Regions from separate parts of the Drosophila melanogaster genome. Here regions 2, 3 and 4 are each linked to region 1. Evidence: chromatin contacts called from public Hi-C data. All regions are on one chromosome and are shown on one strand. Each heading gives the region's core, a stretch centred on a gene start, on an enhancer-like site or on the middle of the called end of the contact. The rest is flanking DNA. Distances are from core to core; before and after follow the strand shown. Region 1 holds the start of Fim (Fimbrin). Region 2 holds the start of IntS2 (Integrator 2). Region 3 holds the start of stas (Stasimon). Region 4 holds the start of Ankle2 (Ankle2,).

Region 1 (6,089 bases), core at 1,281-3,780:
AATCAGCAAGAAACAATTGTAAACTATTAAGTGTGTGCATAAAATTGAACGAAAATTGCTCGACTCCGGTTGCCCCCTGAACCAAGGTGACGAATGCACAGTGGGTCAAAAACTACGAATTGTAGGTATCGAATGTTGCTTGATTGCGAAGTTCACTGCAATAGTGTTAGTACTTATGCATGTATATAATGAATAGCAATGCTCAAAACTATAAATGTAACATAGTAATAACAAGATTGAATGATATTCAATGAAACCGAATAAGCACTCCTATTGTCGGCAATACCGATGTATGGTTTTTGAATTCATTTCGTAGGGCCAACCGCCGGCGACCCACTGTGCGACTTGTCTTGCGTTTGAGAGCAGATATCTGAATCTGAATTGAAGCTGCGACCGAGCTGAGACGTAGTTTTTCACGCTCTCCCGGTGACGGGGCTTGTATATATGTGCCCTGGCCTGTGATTTTTATATTTATTTTTAGTTTAAGCAGAAACTGGTTTTCATGCTATTCCACTCCGCCCCCTGCGAACCCCACCAAAAAAAAGGGGTGGCAGTAGAGCGACTTTTACGTGGTGTCATGGTATGGAAATAAATGCACGTTATACGCTAACTTTATACCGCTGGCCTTGCCCAAATATTATTCTCGCGAAATTCGCAAGAAAGATTCGTTCGTCAAGTGAAAGATGATGGTTGGTTGGTTGGTGTCAACATTGTTGTGTTATTTTTTAGTTTGCTTTTAGCATTAGTCACTATGGGGGATGGGCAGCGACGCCGACTGCGGCATTGAACTTGCGTTTCTCCACGCATGCGCTGCCCTTATACTCGTAATGATTTCGTTTTGGGCTTTGCAGTTGCAGAGGGCTCCACCCAAAAAATAAGACAAAAAAGTGTTTTCTTCTGTAAACATTCGAAGGAAATTCTCGATGCACGATAAGAAATATTTGCATACTTTATCGAGGCGGTGACAAGACAAAGTAATGTGTCTACTGTGGATGTCGGCTTGGTTTATCTAGTTTCGTTTTTACGGTACATGGCTCAGACAGTTTGATAAGTGCAATATTCGTCAACAGCTTTTGCATTCCAATTTACCACAATACACAATACACATAAAGAAATCAAAAACAAAATTCACTTTATAGTACAAATTAAAGTAATTTTTTCCTCTTGCTTCTCGTACTCTTGATAACGACTCTCCACTGTGCGAAGAGCGGGAGATAAGAGATGCGGGAAAGGGAAACTTGTTTGCTCATCTGCTGTCCCCTCCCACCCACATCCACGCACGCGCCCCTCTCCCTCGCACTGGCATATGCAGCAGCGGGCGCAGCGCATTAACCGTTAGCTAGCGATGCTTGTCTTTGCTTCTTTTCACGGTCTTTTCCAGTGGCGGATCAAGGGGGGATTTTGAAGGGCTAAAGGACTAAGTTACTCTCGTAAGTGTAATGCAAAATTTGATCTCTGTTCTTGTACGATTTCCTCTTCTCCTGTCCAACATTCGTGCCAGCTGATTAAGTTAAGTTTTAGTTTTACAATTCCCAATTTAATTAACTTCTTGCTGGTTCTGCTTCTTTGTCGATTAAAAACTAAGCAAGAACATGAACTAAAATCGGAGTGGTAAGACCCTTTCAAAGTCCGACTCTGTTCTTCTCCTGCTCCTGCTGCCCCCGCCACTGCTTCTTCTTCGCTTAAGTCCACTTCATGGGGGGTTGCTTTGCACTGTTGAAGGCCAGCCGCGCTGTCGGCTGCGCAGCCGGCGTTGGCGTCAGCGTCGCTGCTCCCCATTGTCAACGCCGACGCCCACATGCACCGCTTAACGGTTTTCTTCCTGCGCCTCATGCGTGCGTGTGTGTGTGAGTCATTCAATTTGAATTTCAACAATTTGCCACCTATGACTCTTATTGATTGAATGTTGCTATTGCCATTGCTAAAACCATTTCGTTTTGCTGCTCTTTTTGTCATCTCACCTCTATGAATTTCTCCTTGATCTCCGCCTTTTCATCAATGGACAGCGTTTTTGTGAATTTGTTAAGTGTTGCCATTTTCGCTGCCGATGTGTGTGTGGTGTGCTGCTGCTGCTTTTCTTCTTGACTTTCTTAATTATTTATAACTGACGCCGCTGATTGGTAATTATTTTAAATAAATTATCCGTTTATAATCAATTTCACTTTGTCGCCGTTTTCGCAGTCGGCGATTTTCTTCTTTTTGCTCCTCTTCTTTTTTGTTTTACCGCGCGCTCCTTTTCCTATACGTATCTATGTATTTGTGCGTTTCTGTGCTAATATTCTTAAACTTCTTTTACTTTTTTCTTAACTTTTCACCCATACACACTCGTTGCTGGTTTTGTTTGTTGCTGGTTTTTACCAAAAAAAAAAAGATGAAGCCAGATTTAAAGCCTCCGTGTTGTTATTTACAACGTCAACCGAGCAAATTTTGTTTTCAAACGTTATTTAGCACGTCTGAATTCGGAATCGACCGGTTTGCTGTGCGTGCGAAGCGCTTTTGTTAGATGTTTAACAACAAACAGAAAACTAAATTGCAGGTTGTATTGTGAGAAATGAAAGAAGACAACGGAGCGAAAACAGTGTGCCCGTTTTGGAATTTGAAAAACCTACAAAAATACGGTGGTACTTACCGCGATATTTCCAAAACTGAGCACAGTATTCCATTTGAACTTAAATTTTCGATAGAATTGAAATACCTCTTAATGTCATAATAGACAGCACATTGTTTTTCTTCAAGTTTAAATATAGTTAATTTAAGCTTGGAAGAGAATTTAAAAAAAGCTTAAAGCTGCTTATGCTAAGTTATGTGCGCAAATTTATTTTTTTTACATTTTACATGTGCGTAGAATTTCCGTTGTTGAGTTAGCAGCAATTGAAGAACGTTGGAATTTGAATTATGGGGACGTTTTTTATTCAGTTATTTTTCTTTATTAGGAGGTGAATTCGAAAAAGATATTTCTTTATCTCTTTCTTTGACGCACATCATATTACAATGTTAACAAACATAAACGTTTAGTATTTTTCCGCTATCGGGTAGTATTTCGCGGTCGGCTCGCCACGGTTCCTCTTCTTTTGTCTAAAAGAATAGAATCGCCTGGTCACACCGCAGGGTCCAGTATTGTTGCCTTTTTATTTTATTCCCGCATTTCTTCGCTTTGAAGCGATCGCTTTTCGGCTTTCTTTGAGGTCACAGGTCACGCCAGCGGACGCTGGAAGCCGAAACGCCCCCCGCCTCGCCCCCTTGGCCATGGTGACCGTCGCTGTTGTTGTTTTTGTCGCCCTTTAAAACCAGCTGCTGCATCTGTGTGTGCGCGCGTGCTTGCGAGTATTTCCAACCAAGCGTGCGTCGGTGTGCGTGCGTGTACAAGTGCTGAAACAACAACAAAAGCGTAAAACGCATTTTCATTTGATTGCGATTTTGATTTGATATATTAATTACAGAAAGAAAGGGGGAGAAAGCAAACAAAGGAGACAAACTGTGAGAGAAAGACAGAGCGAGATCAAGACAGTGAGCGAGATGGATGTGGAGGAGAACTACGAAAACGCCGCCGAGATGCAGAACATGAACATGAATCTGAATCTAAATCCGAATCCGAATCCAAATTCGGACAGCCAGCAGCAGCAGCAACAACAGATGCAATGTGAACCGTTATTCGGGCTCACAACCAATACAACAACAACCACAAATCCCATGATGGCCATTCCCCTGCCCGCGCCCCCAGGGCCGCACTCCGCTCCGAACAACAGTCCAAATTCGAATGCGAATCCCAACTCAAATCTGAGTCCCAGTCCATCCGCAACAACCGCTAACGCATCCGCATCCACGATCAAGTGTCTACCGACGAACGACTTCGATATCGACTCCCTGTTGCTGCAACAGTTCAGCTGTATGGGCACCACGGACCACGAAGACCTCATCAGCCAGTTTCAGAGCCTAATGAACAACCAGATGAACCGGGAATCGGCCAGGTTTTACCTAGAGATGAGTAACTGGTAAGGATATAGCTATAAGTAAAATATCTCAAATCCATTGTGGTTTAATATTCCAAATGGAGTTAGAACACAGAATGTTTCATAATCCATTGAATTTAAGCTTCTTCCCTGCGTTCTGGACATATTATAGTCTTTATAAACTATATTTTACTTAAAGATGTGTTACTAGTAATGATATACATATGTACTCAGAAATCCCCATGGTACGATCATCATGGGCGATGTTATCGAGGCCTTTTTCTTTTATTTTAACATACTTTCTTATATTTTAACATACACAATTTAGAACAATGCATAATTATTGAATTATGAATAATTTTACATTGTTGTGTTTCATTGCCTCCAGCTTGATGAATACACATTTATAGATTACAAACGTAGATTTTTGAGTTTGTCATGGTGATAAATAACACTTTATAAACTATAAACAGGAAAATTAAAGCGCTATCTTAAATTCCCTCTAGGGCCTTATCTCAAAAGAACTTAAAGAGACGCTATAAAATTAAAGATATATCTTTGTAAATTAGAGCTAGCTCTCAAGTAGTTCTGATTTCTGTAATATGTTATAAAGTTCAGTTCTCTTTAATATATGATATGAATAGGCCAACTATGTACATCTAGAAACATATTGCTAATAACCCAGTTGAATTTCGTCATATTAATCAAATTTTTTCACATTTATAGGAGCCTGCAGACGGCGGTGGGCTGCTATCTGGACTTCTGCAGCTTACAGTCGCTGCCTTCGATGAAGATCGTCCAGGAGAAGCAAGTGAATGCTCAGCAGCAAGCGTTTCAGCTGCAGAACGATGGCACCGAGCGCTGGCCGAACAACTGCTATCTGACCTCGCCCATCCAGACGCAGCGCATCAATGTGCCCGCCCTACGTCCGGGCGAAACTTGTGATATCCTGGCCGATATGATGCCCACGCAGCCGCCGACAATGTGGCGGCTGTGCACTTCAAATGGCTGGTACTTTGGCGGTGAGCAAGAGACAGCACTCGATCTTAGAACTAGAATCAAACGCTGAGCTAGCAAACCAGAATTGTTGCACGTAATTTAGTATACTCAATCCTCGAAGTAAAAAACTAAGCTTATGAGCATGGGTATCAAGTACATAAATTGGCATGAACAAAGCAAAAGAAAAACAACAATCTAGTCACACTGATAGGATTTTTGTTTTCCTTAAAAATGTATTTATTCTGTAAATAATTCTTAACGACCATCTTTATAGTCGCAGACTGTATGTAGTATATTAAGTTTAAGAACCCACTTCTAATGTCCCATTTCAATGCATTTCGTTCAAACAGATGCCATTTGGATGATACCGCCCGGTACGCAGGCCAGCCAGGACGAACTGCAGCAGCGGATGGTGCAGCTGATTACGTCGGAGGTGAAGCCGGATATCTATCCGCAAATCAACATCGTGATAACCGCGCACACCCAATGAGCGCGGCGTCCAGCATCTAGCATTCGGCATCCTCCTCCGCTTTCGAGCGGGGTCTTCGGTCCCAAAACTCATCGATAGCATTTTAAAAAAAACCTGCGCGATATGACTAGAATTTCCCTTTTCCCTCTTTTTTCAAATGAGCATACTGTTGTTCTCAGTAGTTGATTTGTATACAGGAAAAAAAATTTTTTTTATGTAGTAGCCAACGCCATACATATACTACACAACCCCATGTTTAACTAGAGTTTGAGTTCGATTGCAGGACCCCCCTTTCGTTACTCCTCCCACTATTCCCACTCCTTAATTTCGGTGTCAGACAGATCAGCTTTATATATATATATCGATATGTCGCGAAGGGAGCGAAGGGTGTGTGCGGCAATAGGGAGAAATAAATTGAAATAAATTAAGTGAAAGTGAGAATAGGAATCGTGTGGCCACATTAAGTTCTTCTGTTAGTTTTAGGCGGTACTGTTGCGTGTGCGTGCGATTGTTTAAATCATAATTGAAATTTTTTTTTTCCAATAATTTAAATTCCTATGTTTTGAGTAATCGAGAAGCATGAAAGCTAAGAAACGTGTAACAAAATTAGATCTAAGTGTTTTATTGAGAAAAAATAAGAATGAAGCAGAAGGATTAAGAAAGTTGGTTGT
Region 2 (6,089 bases), core at 2,318-4,817, 350 kb after region 1:
CACCAGATGGGAGGTCAGATCGATGGTAAAGATCTGTTTTTCCATTTCCGTCACGTTGAGGAATTCGTGAACAAAATCAATGCATATGTGCATCGATGGCACACTGGCCACCATCATGGGAATAACCGACTTTGGATACGTTTGGAAGTGCACTAGTTTCGCCAGCGAAGGCTCCGAAATGAATGCCTGATGCACATAGGTGCCAATGATGCCCTGTATCTCACGCAGCTCCAGATGCGACACCCGATCCGTTGCCTTGCTGGCTATGTAGTCCAGCACCTCCAGCAGAATGTGCACGGCGGCGCTCTCCTGCGAGGCAATCAGCGTGGTCCTTAGGTCCTCCCAAATCGCATCCGTCTGCATCATGCCATTCTTGTCCAGCACCTGCTTCTGCTGCATCTGCATGTGCACGTTGAGATAGGTCTTCGAGGCGGCTAGGCTGCCCTTCAGAATGCGCAGCAGGATCATCAGCAAATAGGGCGAACAGAATACGAAGCGTGGACAACTGTTGATCAAAAGGAATGCGAAAGAATTTTAGGAAACAACACACGAAAATGACGAGGCAACCCACCTTAGCACCTCCATGGGCTCCAGAAGACTCTCGTTGGCAAAGGTACGTCGATCCATCGTATCCGAGCCGTTGGTAATCGCTCGCAGCGACATGATCCACAGGGTGGTGGGCAGCACGGCATTCAGGCGCAGCCAAATATCGTTGTACAGATCCTTGACGTATCGCGGCACCGACTTGGCAAACACCATCGGCAGATGCTTCACCAGCTGTTGTCCATACTGCGCCTGCGTTTCTGGGGGCATCTGGAGTAGCTGCTTAAACACGCGGATGGCTAGATGCGGTTTCGTTTGGATGGCGGCCAGTGCACGATCCAGGGTCTCCGGCTTGAGCTCATGCTTGCTTACCACCACCGTGGAATTGCCCTGGGCCAGATTGTGCTCCTCCAGCCAGTCATCGACCATGCTGAGATGCGGATAGTTGGAGATAATCAAACGCAGCAGCGGATGGAAGAGCGAGAGATAGTCGTTGTGGTAGTGGTGCGCCTTCTGGAGCAGATACTTCAGTGGCAGTCCGCCCAGGAAGTTGTTGGAGTACTCCTTCTGCTTGCGACCACCCAAAGCGCTGAGGTTCATCAGTCGCGTATCCTCGTACAACATGAGGTAGTAGATCATCAGCAGCTGGGCGGTTAGTGGACACGTCACCTCGATCTGGTTGAGCTCCTGACTTTCCGCCATCGGTGGCAGCTCCTCGGCGAAGAATGTGAGCTTGGATGTGCGGAACACGTGCAGAATTTCCGCCTCAGTGAAGGGCCGGTGCATGTGATCAATATTCACTTTTCCGGTGGGATTGGGTATTATCAGCGTGTTGACAAAGACCTCCACCAGGGCCGGCATCACAGGATGCACTGGCCTCACCGAACTGCATATTTGCTTGAAGATCCACGACTTAATGGGCACTTTGTGCTTGAGAAATGTCCTCGATTTCAGCAGTTGCTGGATGCAGTGCACCGGCAGGTAGCACAGTATGGTGCCATTTAAATTCGGAGTGACGGGTACGCGAACCGCATGCAGCGCCACCACCTGCTCCGTGAACAGGTCCTGTGTGAAGAGCTGCTTGATTCTGTTTGTACTGTTCGGCCGGATGGGTATCTTCATGGCCAGCGTGGAGCAGACCATCTCGCTGATGGCCGAGATCTGATTGCTGTGAAAGTGAATGGCCAGAAGCAGGAGCATCTCACCCAGCGAGGTGCTAGTACCGGGGCGCTTGCAGAAAAAGGCATCCTCCCGTATGAGCCACTGCAGCCACTCCACAGCCTTGTTCTCCAGTGGAATGGTGGACACCAGCGAGGGACAGGCGATGAGCATGCACAGCGCCAGCGTTACAAATCTCACGCCCGAGGGCGTCGCCTGCGGACAACTCGTGACCAGCTGCGACAGAGCATTGATCTCGTCGTCGTTGAACTTCAGGCCACCGATGCCGCGCAGGGCACAGTACAGACGCAGCAGCACCGCGCCCTGCAGATTGAAGTCGCGCAGCTCCGCCGCATTGGTCGTCGTTTGAATCACCTTCTGTAGCAGCTCCACGCGCACCAGATTCAGTGCGTCCCCCTTCCGCTTCTGGCTGGAGCGGATGTAAGCGGCGAACCAGGAGCGCAGATTCTGGTCATTGCCCAGCAGCAGGCCCGTGAGGAAGGCTATCTGTGGGGAGTGGTTGAAGTTTGCATTGTTATCTCATTATTCGTAAATATTGTCATACGTCCAAATAAGATTCAATCGCTCTAGCGAATTAGAGCGAGATAGCTAAGCAACATTTTCTCGCTTTTGCTTTTGCTTAACACATGTTACACAAAAATAAGCAGAACTCCAAATGAATGGTACTCCAAACAAAAAAGATCAATCAACAAAATATGATCAAAAAACATTTCTTATGTACGTTAAATTTAAATGAAATGCAAAGAATTTCCTAACGATTATAGTGTTGTGGTAAATCTGCACCTTACTGGTCAATATTACCCTACTCACCAGATCCTCGGGATGCTTGAGCGTGAGCTTAAGCATAAACGACGGCACCTTCAGCATATCCACGCACATGGACCTGTTGGCCAGCGCCTGGGAGGGATTCATCTCGCTGAGCCCCATGAGCAGCATTAACCGGTGCTTGCCATCGCTGCCATCCTCGTCGCAATTGGCGATCACATGGGACACAACGTCGCGATAGCAATCCGGAAAGTTGGCGACCAGTGCGCAGATGATGCGATGTCCGTTGGGCACATGGACAAGGGCGTCCGTTAGCTCCAGTATGTTCAGCAGGGAGGGCAGCTCGGCGAGAGCAATGCACAGAATGTCGACCACCTCCTCCAGATAGATGCCGTCGTCCAGCATCTCCGAATGGGCGGCCGGTTTCTGCTCGGAGACCTGCTGCTGCAGATTGAAGATCTCGGAGAGCACCACGCGCACCTTGCGCGCCACATCCGCCCGCTCAAAGCCCAGTGCGATGCCCGACTGGAGGCCGTACTCGTGTTGCTGTCCCTCGAAGAAGGCCGACTTCTGGCGGGCCTGCAGCTCCTTCTTCAGCTCATTCTCCAGCTCATGGTAGTTGACTTGCAGGTAGGAGACGATGCTGTTCACCACCTCGATGCCGATGAGCACGGCCAGGATCTCTTTGCGCGACTCCATCGACGATTCGGTGTTGTCCAGTGGCGATAGCAGGCTCATCCGCACCAGCGAGGGCAGCACGGGCCGAATCTCCGCCTCCGGATAGCTGGCCAGCAGGGTGATGTCCAGATTCTGCATGGCGCAGAAAACGCGCGGCGATACATCGTACATCCTCACCGGCATTTTGTCCTCGTCGTCGTTGTCGTTGCGTTCCAACTTGTTGCACCCGGCAATGCTCGTGTGCTCGGTTGTCCCGCTCTATTGGCCTGGCCGGCGGGGTGTCCGTGCTGGAGATGCCGGCGCGGGTCTGCTTTAATCTCGGCGATCTGTAGTTGGGGCAGGGAATGCCGGAGAATCCGAGAATCCACTGCGATCCGCATCCAAAAAATCAACACACGTCAGTGTGGCCAGTTGGAGAGGCTGCAAATATACCAGCAATTACTACATTTTATTATTTTATTATTATAAAAATACTATACTGCTCTCATAGGTGAAGGTTAACAAAGAGATGCGCAGCTAAAGAAAAATATTAACAATTATTGCAAGAGGCTAACAACTATTAGTACTATTAAGTTAGTAAAATCTTTACTGTTATTATTAGCAATAAGGCTTATATTCTCCCAAAAAGCCAACATATTAAAAAAAGTTAAATATAAATAAGTTATGTTTGTATATAAGCATTTCTGTAACGAAAATCTTAGGAAAATAAGAACATTTTGGTTCTGATAAAAATTTAATTAATATTATTTAAATAGCTCGAAGTAATAGAGTACATGTGGCGTAAACAATTGTTTATGTAATATTAGGTTATACAAATATGAAGGAATATTTAAGTTAAATAATATATAAAAATCTTAAGTTCCACCGTTTTGGCTAATTTATAGCCAGATCATGTGGCACGGCCACACTGCGCAGTAGGCGTTTTTTAGCGCCTTCTCGCGCTGGTTCACTTCGTTCACTCGTTCGCAACGCGATGTTTTGAATACATACATTTTTTCCATTCTCGCCAAGTGAAGTTCATCCGCCAGACCGAAGATTTTTAGTTGAACGTGCTAAATCTATGAAATTAACTGTGTTTTATGAATCAATTAGGGCGAGCGGAGCTGCAAAATTATCGAGTAGGTAAGTGAAAGTCGCCGCAGTGCAGTAAAAACGGCGCGAAATTCGAAACGCAAGCGGTCGAACGGGGAAAATGTGAAATAGACCAACGCCCAAGTGAATAGGCCACGAAAAAGGAGCCACCAATAAAAGGCAGAAGTGGCAAAAGAGAGCAAAAAGTATCTAACGAATGTGTGAGCGACTCTTACTCTTGGTGTGCCTGTGTGTGTGTTTTTGGTTTGAGAATTAGAAGTGTGCTAAAATATGAAAAGCAAGTGATTTCTCGCATACATTTCTACGTACATAATAAAAACATCATCGATTAAAATTGCCTGCTAACTCATATATTTCGACGCTGTCGCCGTCGCTGCCGGCGTCGCTGTCTCTGCCACCGATGATGACATCATTCGGTTTTCGTTGAGAGCGCGTAGCGTGCGTGAGTGTGTGTGTATGTTTGTTCGAGTAATCGAATTGGACGAGTGTAGTTCGCATTTTTTTTTTTATTTTTTAAATTACTTGGTGTAAATGTGCCTGAATGGCAGGACCGAAACTCTAGAGCTGTGAATTAAACGCATGAATGACATGTTGCTGTGCAAGAAGAAGAAGCGCAAGCCTTAAGTAACGTTTGCGTCAGTTGTTCGTTCCGTTGGTGATAAAAAGCGAAGAACACGGCTATCGCCTAATCGGAGATATATATATATATATACATGTGTATCATACGTTGAGGTTCCGTGTGCTTGTGAGTTTTATGAAATACAAGCGGTGCGCTCTTTTTTCTTCCCCGTAGATACGCATACGCCTATGCACTTGGCTGAAATACAGTTACGTGCTCACCAACACATCGGCTAAAAATAACACACACTCCCCATTTCCCATTTCCCTTGCACCCCGCTCTTCTCACCCACCCGGCCCTCTGAGGTCACGAGTTGAAGTTTCATTTCGAAGTTACGAGTTAAAAGATATAAATATACTGAGCTGCACTTGCCCAATGTTTGTTTGCTTATGTGTTTGTTTGTGCTTCACCTTGTCGCTGATGTTGTTGCATTGTTGTTGTTTATGACAAATCACACACGTACAGTTGTAAACACAACACACACACCCGCACACAAACCTACAAACATACAGGCATTCAATCAATTGATCGCCGAAAACTCATTAACTTGCTCATAAATGGCAGGGAAAACTGGTTTTTCCTTAGCAAAGCCTCAGCTTTGGTGGTGGTTTCATTTCCAAGTTTCCAAAGTTGAACTCTTGGCCTGTTTAATTGAACTCGCAGTTGCACACACGCCCCGCTCTCTCTCTTCCGCTCACACTGTGTCTCTCTTCATCGCTCTCTGTGATGAACTCACACTGGAAACAAGAGGATCGGATCGGCCATCATAATTAAGTCTAGAAAGCACCAACAATTGAAGGTGGTAAGGTGGGGTGGGTGGTTGGGGTGTGTAAGGGGAAGAGAGCTAGCCCGTGAGAGCGTCTTGTGCAGTTTCCACCCCTCTATCCCTTGCTCACTTCCACTTCCAGCACTCCTACTCTAACTGCACCACCTTCCAGATACAGATATATAGATACAATAGTACTCTCCCTCTTTCTCTTTCTCCTCTCTCCATCTCTATCTATCGCTCTGCGCTCCAGTTTTGTTGTTGCTCGCTCTCGCTCTCTCAAAGTTTTAAGCTTCGTTTTAATAAAAATATTACGTAATACTAAGATAGAAGCTGCTGCGTGCGTGTGCGTGTGTGCTGATTTTGCTTTTGTTTGTTTTAACAATTCTCGCTCGCACTATGGTTCTTGATGTTCTTCATTTTGGGTGTTGTTGTCGCGGTGCTCTC
Region 3 (6,089 bases), core at 1,146-3,645, 330 kb after region 1:
TTTGTACTTTTGGATTTGGTAAAAGGATACAATACGTAGGCGACCACGACGCCAAACATCACTTCGAAGTAGTACATGTCCTTGTAGCGATCAAGGACCTTGGCTAGCATCTTAGCATCTTGGATATCACGCGGAATTTTCAAGTGTTGTTTCTCCGACCTGCAGAAGTTGGGCAAGAACAAAACCGAGACGAGGTGTAAACACAGTCTATGTATATATGTATATATATACAAATACTTCATATATCGGTGGCGTGACTCGATGTGTGTGTGTGTGTGTGTGCGAGTAAACCCTCTCGCCAGATAGCTCTGTAATTTCAGCCATTTTCCAGTCAAATCTGGCTACTCAACTGGAGCTTAATTGAAATATTTCTTAATTTACAAATTTAGATAAGTTTGGTTGCTAGGGACTGGTATATAATATTACTATTTGATTAACTATCTAAATAGAAAACCATTGTTATTTATTGAATACTATACTTTAATAACTCTTTGTAAATAGTTCCTATCTTTACTGCCCAAAAACGCCTCTTAAATGGAAGCAAACTCACGATATACAGATAAGTGTTTTTATAATGCCGTAAAAGGTATCATGATTTGGTTACTATTTCAATTACTTTATAATCACTGTATGCCAATGCAGTGAAAAGGCACGAACACAAAAAAGAACAACAAAATAGATAAGTAAAATTTCACAGCATTATCAATAAGAATAATGGGTCTGCCAAGGGACTTTGAAAAAGATTAGAGGGATCTGCACTTATAGTTTTCAACACGTTACGTTTGCTGATCAAATTTGACAAAAAAAAAACAAAGATTGTTCTCTGACTTGCTGATTCCATGCAAATCAAATTCTGATGAATTCAAATTGATAGAAGTATATGTACACAAACGTCTTGAACTTTAAACAAAATAAGTTTACTCACTCACAGAACCAGACTATCAAATAACAATCCGCTTTAGGTAAAGTTTAAAGATAATAATAATCGTGTGCAGAAAGTTTTTCTTATGCAAAGCGTGACATTTGAGTTAAGTTACTTATTTAACATGGCTGTTATAGTAAATATTTGGACAATTAAATGGCCCTTTTCTCACTACATACAAATAGTTATGTCTGATCTAGCCAATAATAAGTATTTGCAATAAGAGTTTTACATCCTACAAATGTAATATCTATGATATTTAAACATAAAATATTGTTTTAGAAGCGAAATGGAGATAACTAGCATTAGGTAAATGACTACCTAGCATATCTAATCATAGTTGGATGTAGCCTAGCTATTTTAAGCGGATCATTGGTCGACATCTCTGCTCGCAAATCAAGCGAGACAAGCTAAGCATACACACACACACACATGGAGGCCACTTAACACCTTACAGGTGCACGAATGCGCAGGGGACACACATTTGTGGCGCTTTAGCACCAGAAAGACCCACTTACGCGTTGAGCTCGGGGAATATGGCGTACACATAGCACATGGTGACCAAGCTGGCCACAAAAATGCCCGCTACGATGACCAGGGACTTCTTGGTGGCCTTCTTCTCGTCTGCGGACATGGCCTGCTTTTGCGGAGTGGCCTGTTGTTGTTGCTGCTGCTGCTGTTGTTGCTGTGGATTAAGATCTTGTTGCTCCTGTGGCGGCACCTGTGGCAACAGTGGAGTAGCCACCTGATCCGGGGAGTGTTCCTGGAGCGCCTTTGCCCTGCCATTGCGCATTGTAATCCCCTCGTCAGCGGAAATGGCTAGAAAAAAAAAACAGAGACATGCAGATGTAATATGCATTCCAAAGCAGAAGTGGTGGTGGTGAACAGAATGCACGGACTAAGGGTTAATAGTCGTTTTTGGCTTCACGGGCTGCGCACTAGCTGCGGGTTAATCACCGTTCCTTCGCTCAGCTGATAAGTAAAAACAACTAAAACAGCACACTCACCCACACCACTGCAGTAAGACATTGTGGCTTTGACACGATGTACGTAAGCCCGAGTTGAAGAAGGAAAATTTAATAAGCCTTCTATATCCGATTTTAATTCACGATTGACTCATTTAGCGTCTAGGCTATTTATCAATTGTTAATGCTATTTGTGTGCCTATTTGCGCGCCAGTCACAATTTGTTGTTCTTCTCTCTATCCGCGTGCCTATGCGTATGTGTATGTGCGTGTGTCTACAACAATGAATTTAATCAATATAAAAAAAATAGGAAGTTGGCTAAAACTGCGTTAACTAGAGTAATTGTAGTTGACTACTGCGCTAATAGCAATTTTTTTAAATTTTTTCTATTGCTTTTCACTTTAGCCGACTTTTTCGGCGAACGATCACGCTTAAAAGTCAATTTAAAATAAATTAATTTCAGAAATTTCCGTCACGACCAGTGTGGCCGAAGGCGCAGTGTTGATTAAGTCCAAGCGTGTACACAGCTACCGCACAAAACTGAACGTGGGTTTCTAATAAAATCTGGTCATACTGTCATATTTAGCGCCACTTTTTAGTTTCTCTAAATTTTATTTATATTTTTTAATGTTATACGTAAATAAAAAAATGTGAGTGTCTGCATAAGCAAGTGAAGTACTTTTTTTGTATCTATAAATATCAACATAATAGTGCCCTTTTTCTTTTTGCCAAAAGACTCCATATTAATTACCACCTCCATGAAATACTGATAGAAATAGTGGAATTAAACAGTGCACTTTTTATTTTGTATGAAAATAGATTTAATAAAAATCTCATCAATATATTTAACATTCTATAATGAAACTACGACCTTCAGTGGGTAGCAAACGCATTCACGAAACTTAAGGGATTAGGTTAACTTGTTTTCATGTAAAAAAAAAAGTACGTTGGTATCTAGTCTAGAATCTGTTAGGAATCTGCTGTTGTCTTGTTTTTGAGCTGACGGTATAGCTGAACCATTTTGCTGCGCTCGGTTTCAAGCATTGACCTCGTAGCCAAGGGCAGATCTTTCCGCTTGCCCTTCATCTGGGCCTTGGTGGGTGCTTTGAAGGCGCTCTTAGATTGGGCAGCCAGCTTTAGTCGACTGCTGTCGTCGTCCTCCGGCCCACGATTTGACTGACCCTGGTCGGGATTCAGCATGGACTTTAGAAGGAGATTGGCTTTGCGTCCTGGACGCGGCACGGTTTCACTTTTTTCCGCTTTGCGCGGCAGGATTTTGAGGGAAGGTGGGGCATGGACGATCTCACCAAATGCCACAGCATCCTGTTTGAATTCTGTTGGCCCGGCATTCTGCTTCTCCTCGGTATCAACCTCTTGCTGGGCCTCCTTGTAGGCCCTCTTCACCAATTCGCGACTGGTCTTCGCATCCATGGGCTTGTGTACGACTTGAACCTTTTTGCGACCCCTTTTGCCCGCCAGCCGTTGCTCCTTTTGCTTCTGCTTGAGCAGCTCGTCGATCTCGTTTTTCGGCCTCTTTTGGACAGTAATCTCCCCGGTTTTGGGGTTTCTGATCACGTTCACACCATACTTGGCCTCGTAGTGGGCTTCCCGTACGGATGCATTGGTCATGCGATTCACTCGGCGCAGATAATCCTCGTCCGTTTCGTTGGCGAACTGCTTGATGTTACGCGTTTCCTTTGAGGAGGAACTACTGCCAGGCTTGGATCCTGGAGAGGATTTGGGCTTATCCTCCCGTCCAATTTCGCCCAATCTTAGCTTCTTGCCCGATTTGGTGGCGTTGGCAAGCTGCTGAAACTGACGGAACTTAAAGGACACCTGCTGCTCATCCTTTTTCACAGGCGGATTGTTCGTTACTTTGGAAAGTCTGAAATGTGAAATGGTGCAGATATTAGTTTAGCTGCCTTTTTCGACTGACTTGCCACTATGAACAAACTTCTTCTCCTTCTGTTCCAGCTGCTTGAGGGGATCACGGACGCCGTGGTGCTTGCGCACGGGAATCTTTCGTTTCCGAGCCATTTATTTTGGGTTTTGGTTCAATTTTTGTAAAACAAACTCGTGGTATCGACAGCATGGGTTAAAATACTAAGCGCGATGCATGCTGACAAATACCAAAACAAACCATAAATATACCAAATCGATTAAAGCTTGGACTCAAACCATTGGCGCCCAGAATTACAAATGAAATATTAAAGTTAAATATATATTAGATTAAATATATAAATGTATTTTACACTATGTATTGTATTAAGTAGTCTTCATATTCCCCTATTTTATAATATACATTTTTAATAAAGATTTATATGCTGTAATGAGAAAAGTATTTTATTGCAAGTGGTAAAATTTACTGTTTGCAGTAAAATTAAATATTTAAAGTCACGAATTTGTCTTAATTTATTGTTTTATTAGTTTATAAGCAACGACAAAATGAAGAATAAGTCTGAAACGGCACTTTCGAACTGAATACGTATGATTTAAATGTACATATGCATATTATGTACGCAAATTAATTTCATTATAAAGCTACAAATAATTTAGCTGAAGTGAAATTTTTTTTGATTGCAAATGGCAATGAATGAATAAGTATCTGGATATTAATTAATTGTCCGTTCTTATAAAGAACATACATTAATTTTTGACCAAAATACGTTAACAATTTAAAGTATGTACGCCGAGGCGGCAGTAGGTGTAACATCATTATCATCGCTGAAGTTCAGCAGGTAATCATCGTCAAAATTGTTGTGGGGCGAGCTGAATCGAAGTGATTGATCATCAAAGTTGTTGAATGTGGACGACGGATGCTTAAAGTAATCCGGCATTGGTTGGCTCATTGGGAACTCCTCCTCCTCCAATTTTAGTCGCTTGCAAGGCGGCGCCTCGTTTTCATCGCGATTGCTACCATAGTTCATAAACTGGGTTGCAGTAAAACGATTAAGAGTGCCCTTGGAGGTGCTGGGTATATCGTCGCTGGCCCAGGAAGATATGTTTTTGAAGGGAGAGAGAGTGTCGACTCTAATTATTTGTGGTTTATCGGAAATTTCATTGGATAGCTGCTCATCAGTCTTCGGGTTTTCGCCGATTTTTACTTGTTTGGCCGCATCAGCCGGCTCCTCCTCTCCTGAAGCCTCCCCTCCGGATTCCTTGTCATCCGATACGGATTCCTCGACTTCTGAGCCAGATTTCTCATCATATCTATCCTGTTCTAGATGCAAAACCTCTTCTGACTTTTCTACTTTTACCTCCTGCTCAAATCCTTCATCTTTCAGCGCCATTTCGAATTCTTCTTCTGATATTTCCTCAAAATCTTCGTCTGTGGCCTCCATTTCGTCACTGTCCTCTTCTAATTCCGCATTTGGGACACCTGCCTCTTCTGAAGGAGAAAGCCAATCGGTCTTCTCAAATTTCTCCTCTTCGATATGGCTTATCTCTGGATAGGGAGAAAAACGCACTTGCTTTGTTGGCGAGTTGGAAATGGCAACAGACTCGACCTCCTTGCATTTGATCAAAATGGATCGCAGAGGAGTCTCCAGCTTCTTAGTAGTGATCTCTCTATTCACGCTCGTCATGGATTTATTGTCATCTGGTCTGATATTCTTAAAGATGAAGTTGTTGAGGAAATCCGAAGCGGACTGAAATGGTGAAATGGTGCTAGCGGATGGAACACCAGCCAAACTTGGTTCAGCGCCCTTAGTGACACCCGTTTTAATCAAATTCCTTTTTTGCAACTGAAAAACGGAAAAGTTATTCACTTGGAATGGATATTTCGCAGCTACTCACCTCTTCCTTCAATTCGTTTATCAGCTTTCCCATCTGTAAAACGCTGACTATCTTCTTATTAAGCTTATCCGTCATACTTCTCAGCGTAATTGTCCACTCGCGATCCGACTGGTCCAGTTGGTCGTCCACTGAGGCTAGCTCCTTATCTGCCTCTTTTTTTAAGGCTTGCTCTTTTCGGAATTCCTGGACTGAAATAGAAGCTACTTGAGAATCATTTAAATAACACAAATGAACTTATACTATCACATAGGGTAAAAAATATTAAACAAAATGTTTTTTATTGTTTATGATTATATAGCATTCAAATGGATTCCGTATTCAATAATACCTCATACAAAATCTTACCGATGCTGCGCGATTCGAGGATTGTGTTCTGCTGATTCTCTTGCTCGGCCAAATCCTCCTGC
Region 4 (6,089 bases), core at 1,124-3,623, 280 kb after region 1:
TTATATATAAGGAATAAGGAGATTGCTTTAGTTATGATTACTTTGAAATATTAGGAAAGTAATTTGTAATTAAAGCAATTTAAGCACCTGTGCTTAAATTGCTTAAAGCAATTTAGTTATTGCTTATTTATAACATGTTATAACATATTATCCCAATCGTAGGGTATCTCATAGGTCGGCGTTATTGGGTTTTACGGAACTTTGCTCTCTTATTTTTGCGCGTTGACTTGGGCCAAAAGACAGGGACAGGGCCAAGTGAAAGGGACAGGGACAGGCACAACCCACAATAACACAAGCCGGCAAAATTGGGCGTATGAACATATATATATATGTAAATATAGGATCCGGGGATTCTTGACAGTACACGCACACACTTTTTCGGGATACTTGTTGTTCTGCAGCTCGCAGTATAAATAAATTTGAAAAGGAAGCAAATTGGAGAAATTCTGTGTGATATACAGTTGCGACCTAATTTATAGTTTTTATTATCAACTGCTGTTTCGGGATCTTTCTAAAAATCGCAATTTAATAGGTACATAAGAAATAATAATATAAATATATAAATATTTACTACTTATGTGATATTGCCCCGAATTTTAGAATATTAAGATAATTGTTAAGTAACCCATAATTATTCTTGTTAAAAAAAAATATATATAAGGACCTATTATTTTGACCGCAGCTGTGTGACTGCTGGAACATAAATATGGCAGAATGTGGGTGCTGACAGGTCAAGGTCCTCGTAATGCATCCAATTTGGGCATTGCCTGGAATGGGAACTGGATGATGTCGATGTGGAAGTGGAATGAACTCGCCCCAATCGGTTTTTTGTTTTCGAATCGCATATAATTGGATTAAAGAGCGAACGACTGAGAGCAGGAGAGTTGCATTTAATTAGACAGGTAATCGCCATCGTTCACCATTTGTTTACAATTAAATCGAAAGACCGCTCCCAGACAAGGAAATCGACTGTGCGAGCGGGACAGCTGGGCAAGCCCCGATTCCGACTTTTTTCTCGAATCTCAGAAGTTTTGAACACACACATGTAAACTTCTTCATGGGCTGTTAGTCATGGAGGAACAACAGCGCAAAACGAAACTTATAAAAATGCAACAGTTGAATTACCCTATATGTAATTTATCCCAGTTAATACATTTCATATATAATAATATTTAAGCACTTAATTTACCAAAAATGTGTAATATGCACTATTAGGTTCATTAAAATAACGACTTGAAAGAACGAGTTATCCATATGCTGAACAAATTTCGATCAGGTATATTCTGCATAAATGGGAATAAAATTTCAACCCCTTATAAAACAAACATTATTGCAGAAATTCGTCAAGCAATTCAGGTTTAGTTTCAAAACAAAACCTATGCAATTCCGATCATGAACATTCCTGTTGCTTGGAAACTTCAACCCTCGACTTTTAAATTTGGTTTTAAAAGTATGTGTATGAATCATAAAACCTCCCACTTGCTCCATACGACACAATTGTTTAAAAACAAAAGCACACGAATACCCATCAACGAATCGACCGAACGTTCGCGCATGACCCCCGATTACAGGGTATCACAATAGCAACAAGCGGCAAATAACTGGAACGCAAAACACACACATATACCGACACTCGCTTCATCTCGTTCGTACTTACGTGGATAGTCGGGATCCTCGTACTTGGTGGCAGCACTGCCATCGTCTGCGTTGCCCGTTTGCACGGATGCCGCCGAGCCGGATGGCGATCCCGATGCTACTGATGCCGATCCAGACGCCGGATTGGATGGCTTTATGTTCACCGCGGCTATGGAGCCGATGCACTGCGACACCGATCCCTCAAAACAGCCCGCTTTGGAGGTCGGGATATAGACCCCGAAATAGGTCGACATCTCTGCGTAAAATGGCGGATGCACTGCAAGGTAAGCGGTTAAAATGGTTTGACATCAACACCAAATAACAGGCAACTTCTTCACAACTCCGTGAAAAAATGTAAAGTTCCGCTGATGGCAAGCGAAGGCAACGGTAAAAATAGGGTAACATCAACCACAAAATGCCAGGAACTCTACTGTCCCGTTTTGTTGTTGTTTTCGGCTGCACTCCTCCACTCGCACGCACACAAACACAACAACGCAAAAAAAAAACGGAAAAAAAACAGCACACGCACATCAACAACCAGCGACGCGAACTCACGAGACCTGGAAGACCCAACGAATCGGCGGAATCACAAACATATATCTTGTTATTCTTACCTTTTAGCACAAAGGGCACAATACATGAAACAAAACCCAATAATCTTAAGCGTCTTTCAAACAAAATGTGCACAAACGAAATTAAATTAGAGGCGGACTGTCAGCGAATCTAGGTGTGGAGTAATATCGATAAAAAGTATCGTATGACTAGCTGACTATTGCAGTCAATTTCGAATTGCAGATCAAATTGAAATATTCTAAAACACTTGCATGAAAATTACGCGAGATTTATATACAAAGCTATAGCGATGATTGGATATCGGAAATTCAAATTGATTGTTACACAGAGGGATTCAGACATGAGAAGTGACACTTTATTTTAAGTCTTAAAAGGTATTTTGGTTGTAAGTTAGTATTACGTTATTCATAAAACGTACAAATGAGGCATTCCCCCAACTTTCCTCTTAATCATATAGCCAAGCAAAACATTTGATGGTTTGAGTCAAGGGTGCTATCAATACCACTGGTATTTTCTTAGTATTTTGTAACATTTTTAAATGCACCGCCTTGAATTTAGTCCTCTTAATTTGTTCATTAACTTTGGCCACTCACAAGCCTAGCTTAAAGTTAGTAACAGTTGCCCTGCTTATCCGCTTCTATCCCTTTTACACTTTTAAATACAGTTTGAATTTCATACGTTGGTTTGGGTCTATGGTGAATTGGTTGACGATTGGTATCTTTTTGGTATTTTATAAGGCTCCCCATTTAACGGTGGGGATTTTTCGGACATATTTCAACGACCGTCGACGGCTGCAAACATAACGTTCGTGGATTTCGTGGGGAATAGCGGTCGACTCGCGCGGTCTCATTTTTTTAACGTGCTTGTGTTGTGTGTGTGAATGTGTTTGGCGTGCGGCTAACACTGTTGTTGTCGAATTGTTGTTGTTGTTGGTAAAAACTTGCGCGCCATTACTAACAGTAAATTAAAGGAGTATCACTGCTAAAAAAAAAAAAATTGAATACACGCAAATTTGAAAGCTGCGACCCAAAAAGGTTTGTTTAAGTCTTCTAGTCAATTGTCTGATTATATTTTGTTCCCTTTTTCCTTTTTTTTGGTAGCTCAGGGATACACATACCCAGCAGGGGTGTGTTTTCCTGCGTGCGGGTGTATGCGTGTTTGTTTGTGTGTTTTGAACCTGTCCTCTTATTCTTGGCTAAAAATCAATAAAATAAAGCAAAAGTCGAAACAACAAAAGCTGCAGGTCCTTTCAATCCATGTGTACGTGTGTGTGTGTGTGAAAAGGGTACTGATATTCAGTGGATTTTTTTTGCACTCAGTAAGCAGCTGCAATAACTAAATAAATAAAAGACCGTTAAACGAGGCTCACTTAGTTAGTCGAGCATGGCCAAAAAGCCCGAGTTGCCAATTGCCAATTAGAAGCCCAAAACAAACGAAGATACAGTGAGGCACGACTAACGGTAATTAGGCGATTACCCCCTGTAAATTGCACCTGCATTAACCGTTCGTTTTGCAAAACATTTCCCGTTTCAAATGGCCAAGCTAATTGCCATTTTAAAGTGCCCAATTGTTTTCGATTTTCGCATTCGTTCCTGATCTACTAATCCCGAATTGATTGCCACCAATTGATTCCAATTTTAAATCCTTCCTCTTTTTATTATCAATCATTATATATAGTATTATCAATGTTAATTATATACAGATATTTTCAATTTATAGCGACTTATGACGATCGAATCCTCTTTCTTAGAACAAAAACTTTTCATAAGTTTTGATAGTTTTAGTAACTTTTTGTTGTGTCAAGTATTAATCATTACGCAAATAAAATATGTTTACAAAATATAAATTCGTTATGCCAATAGAGAATGAACTTCGAAGTAAATCACAAATTTTGCTTAGTGATTCGAATTACTTAACTCTAGGATTCCGAAACTTTTAAGATTATTATTTGTTATCCCCTCTTAATTAAATTTGCCACCATGAGTGTTGCCACATATAACTCATTAAATGATAAGAAATATTTGAACCGACTAACTCAACGGTATGTGTAATTACTTTTCCATTATATTGAGTACTAACAATGATAGCATTGAATGGCATTATCTATTAGCCGCTATCCACTGTAGTTGGCCGCACTTTGGTGTTAAGTGATCTATGATAAAGCGAGTTAACCCCGTAGCAAAAGCGTCGAAACAATAATCGCAAGACCCCATATTAATAGTAATGGCGATTTTATCTCTTGGCCCGGTGTTTTGCTATTATTTTCTTAACAGTTAGCGGGCAGCATACTGTTTTTTTGTATAATTTTTTAATGCCTTTCCTAACTGGATTGGCAATTGCGCCTGGCTGTATATTAAATCATTTACACTTTGCCAGCTGCCATGCACTGATTCTGATACTCCGCCATTCACCTCGCTGTCTTTTGTTTGGCTCTTTCTTTTCTTCAATATGTGCCATATACAATAGGTATATTAATTTTTATTTTTATCAGCTTTGGCTTTATCTAATCGGAGGCATCCCATAGCTGAATGACTCATATAGTCGAGCGATATTTTTGCCATATTTATATACGTATATATGAAGTGCAGTTGAGCTGGCTATCAAGTCCAAGTGCAGTCTCAATTGGCTGATTAACATTTTCGCTGTTTCGCTGGACTCTACTGCCTACCTGCCTATATCTATGCCCCTCTCTTTCCACACGGCTCTAGCCCTCTCTTTCGCCACGCTTGTCTATAGAACTTAAAGTCGTTAAACCAGTTTATGACTGGCCGGGCATAGAGGCCATGCGTTAAGTAAGTAGAATCAACAGACTCTGAATCAGCTGCGGATCTTACGGCCATAGCTACTGTGGCTGTGTTGATTACCTGTAAAAAATGCGAGATCATTGGTATATAAGCCAGATGAAATCCCTATATAGTTATGCTCAATCTCATCTAACTCAGGATCTATATCACATAGAGACATCCATTTTGGGATGCTAGTAGATGTGTCTCTAAAGTTTTACATAGGTTTCTGAAATGTACGAATTTTCCTATTTTCACCTAGATGGCATTTATTTAATTTCTATTAATTTAATTATCTATTTTATGACAATTTATCTAAGTGAAATTACCTAGATTTAAATTTATTGAAATATATTTTCTGTGGAGTTATGCTGTTAAGAGGTATCTTCAGGTCGTAAAGGTGCAGTAGAGCGTTCTTAATAGCCGTTTCTTTGTTACCATGTGTAGAGTTAAGAAAGTGCGGAAGAGAAAGGGGGGAAAGAAGCGGGCTGAATTCAGTTTATATGGTTGGGGGAAGCGTGCCAGTGGATGCAACTTCCTCATGTATGTGCGTTTAATGAGCGGCGGCCATAAGCGTATTTTACAAAGTTCAATTTAAAATTCCATTACGAGGCGTGGCAGAGCGTTACATACATCCAATAATTGAAGTCATCGAATTGGGTTTCCCCCGCCTTGGCCCTTGGATTCTGGGCCCTGACAAATTGCGATTGGTAGCCCAATAGTTAAACACAAAAATCATATTTGAATTTAGGCCAATGTCAGATGAGGGGAGGTTGGGGTTAACGGAAAACGAAATAATTGACCAGAAACAATGATCGGAAACATGATTAAACATTGAGTGATCAATGGGGCAAGTACACACATATGTACATAAGTTGCCGGCGGCGAGGATGGAAGCTTCACTTTGAGTCTCCAATTTCAAGTCTTCAACAGCTGCGCCCGATATTTACCTCTCTTGGGACTGGAGTATCGTTTTTTCTTTATTTTTTTTCATTATGCCAACCATTATTTGCTTAGTGGTAAATACATATTTGTATGGTAGTTTACTTCACACTTCCTTATTGGCTCGACTTTGAACTTGGCATCTTCGCGAAGATC

The links. Hi-C and Micro-C count contacts between places; a contact is called where the count stands out from the background.
Region 2: a contact with region 1 is called in a Hi-C map of the Kc167 cell line, with 2.7 times the contacts expected there. The contact joins the promoter of IntS2 here to the promoter of Fim in region 1. A contact is called at or near these places in 2 of 107 Hi-C or Micro-C datasets (the Kc167 cell line and larval brain) and 1 of 6 datasets of contacts at active chromatin or transcription factors (the Kc167 cell line).
Region 3: a Hi-C map of the Kc167 cell line shows a contact between it and region 1, with 4 times the contacts expected there. The contact joins the promoter of stas here to the promoter of Fim in region 1. A contact is called at or near these places in 7 of 107 Hi-C or Micro-C datasets (the Clone 8 cell line, the Kc167 cell line, the S2 cell line and 2 more) and 1 of 6 datasets of contacts at active chromatin or transcription factors (the Kc167 cell line).
Region 4: a Hi-C map of the Kc167 cell line shows a contact between it and region 1, with 2.3 times the contacts expected there. The contact joins the promoter of Ankle2 here to the promoter of Fim in region 1. A contact is called at or near these places in 4 of 107 Hi-C or Micro-C datasets (the Kc167 cell line, brain and embryo) and 2 of 6 datasets of contacts at active chromatin or transcription factors (both in the Kc167 cell line).

Annotation. Positions count from the first base shown.
Region 1 is chrX:17,299,399-17,305,487 of dm6, forward strand. Fim (Fimbrin) reads right to left here and starts at 2,531. Exons shown (of 5, transcript NM_078661.4): 1 at 1,962-2,531. The coding sequence starts at 2,036. It overlaps CG5445, which reads left to right. Exons shown (of 5, transcript NM_001298442.1): 3 at 3,441-3,992; 4 at 4,677-4,972; 5 at 5,300-6,077. The coding sequence starts at 3,517. The coding sequence ends at 5,439.
Region 2 is chrX:17,653,251-17,659,339 of dm6, forward strand. IntS2 (Integrator 2) reads right to left here and starts at 3,568. Exons shown (of 3, transcript NM_133004.2): 1 at 2,533-3,568; 2 at 572-2,208; 3 at 1-505. The coding sequence starts at 3,348. beta-Spec (beta Spectrin) reads left to right here and starts at 4,122. Exons shown (of 7, transcript NM_078664.3): 1 at 4,122-4,287.
Region 3 is chrX:17,625,500-17,631,588 of dm6, forward strand. It overlaps stas (Stasimon), which reads right to left and starts at 2,396. Exons shown (of 4, transcript NM_132997.3): 1 at 1,930-2,396; 2 at 1,441-1,741; 3 at 31-159. The coding sequence starts at 1,951. CG8326 reads right to left here and starts at 3,993. Exons shown (of 2, transcript NM_132998.2): 1 at 3,842-3,993; 2 at 2,665-3,772. The coding sequence starts at 3,924. The coding sequence ends at 2,857. It overlaps corolla (corolla,), which reads right to left. Exons shown (of 4, transcript NM_132999.3): 2 at 6,028-6,089; 3 at 5,683-5,870; 4 at 4,292-5,630. The coding sequence ends at 4,563.
Region 4 is chrX:17,576,856-17,582,944 of dm6, forward strand. Ankle2 (Ankle2,) reads right to left here and starts at 2,374. Exons shown (of 10, transcript NM_132993.3): 1 at 2,250-2,374; 2 at 1,658-1,912. The coding sequence starts at 1,889. CG12991 reads left to right here and starts at 3,006. Exons shown (of 6, transcript NM_001272721.1): 1 at 3,006-3,242. It also overlaps asRNA:CR44124.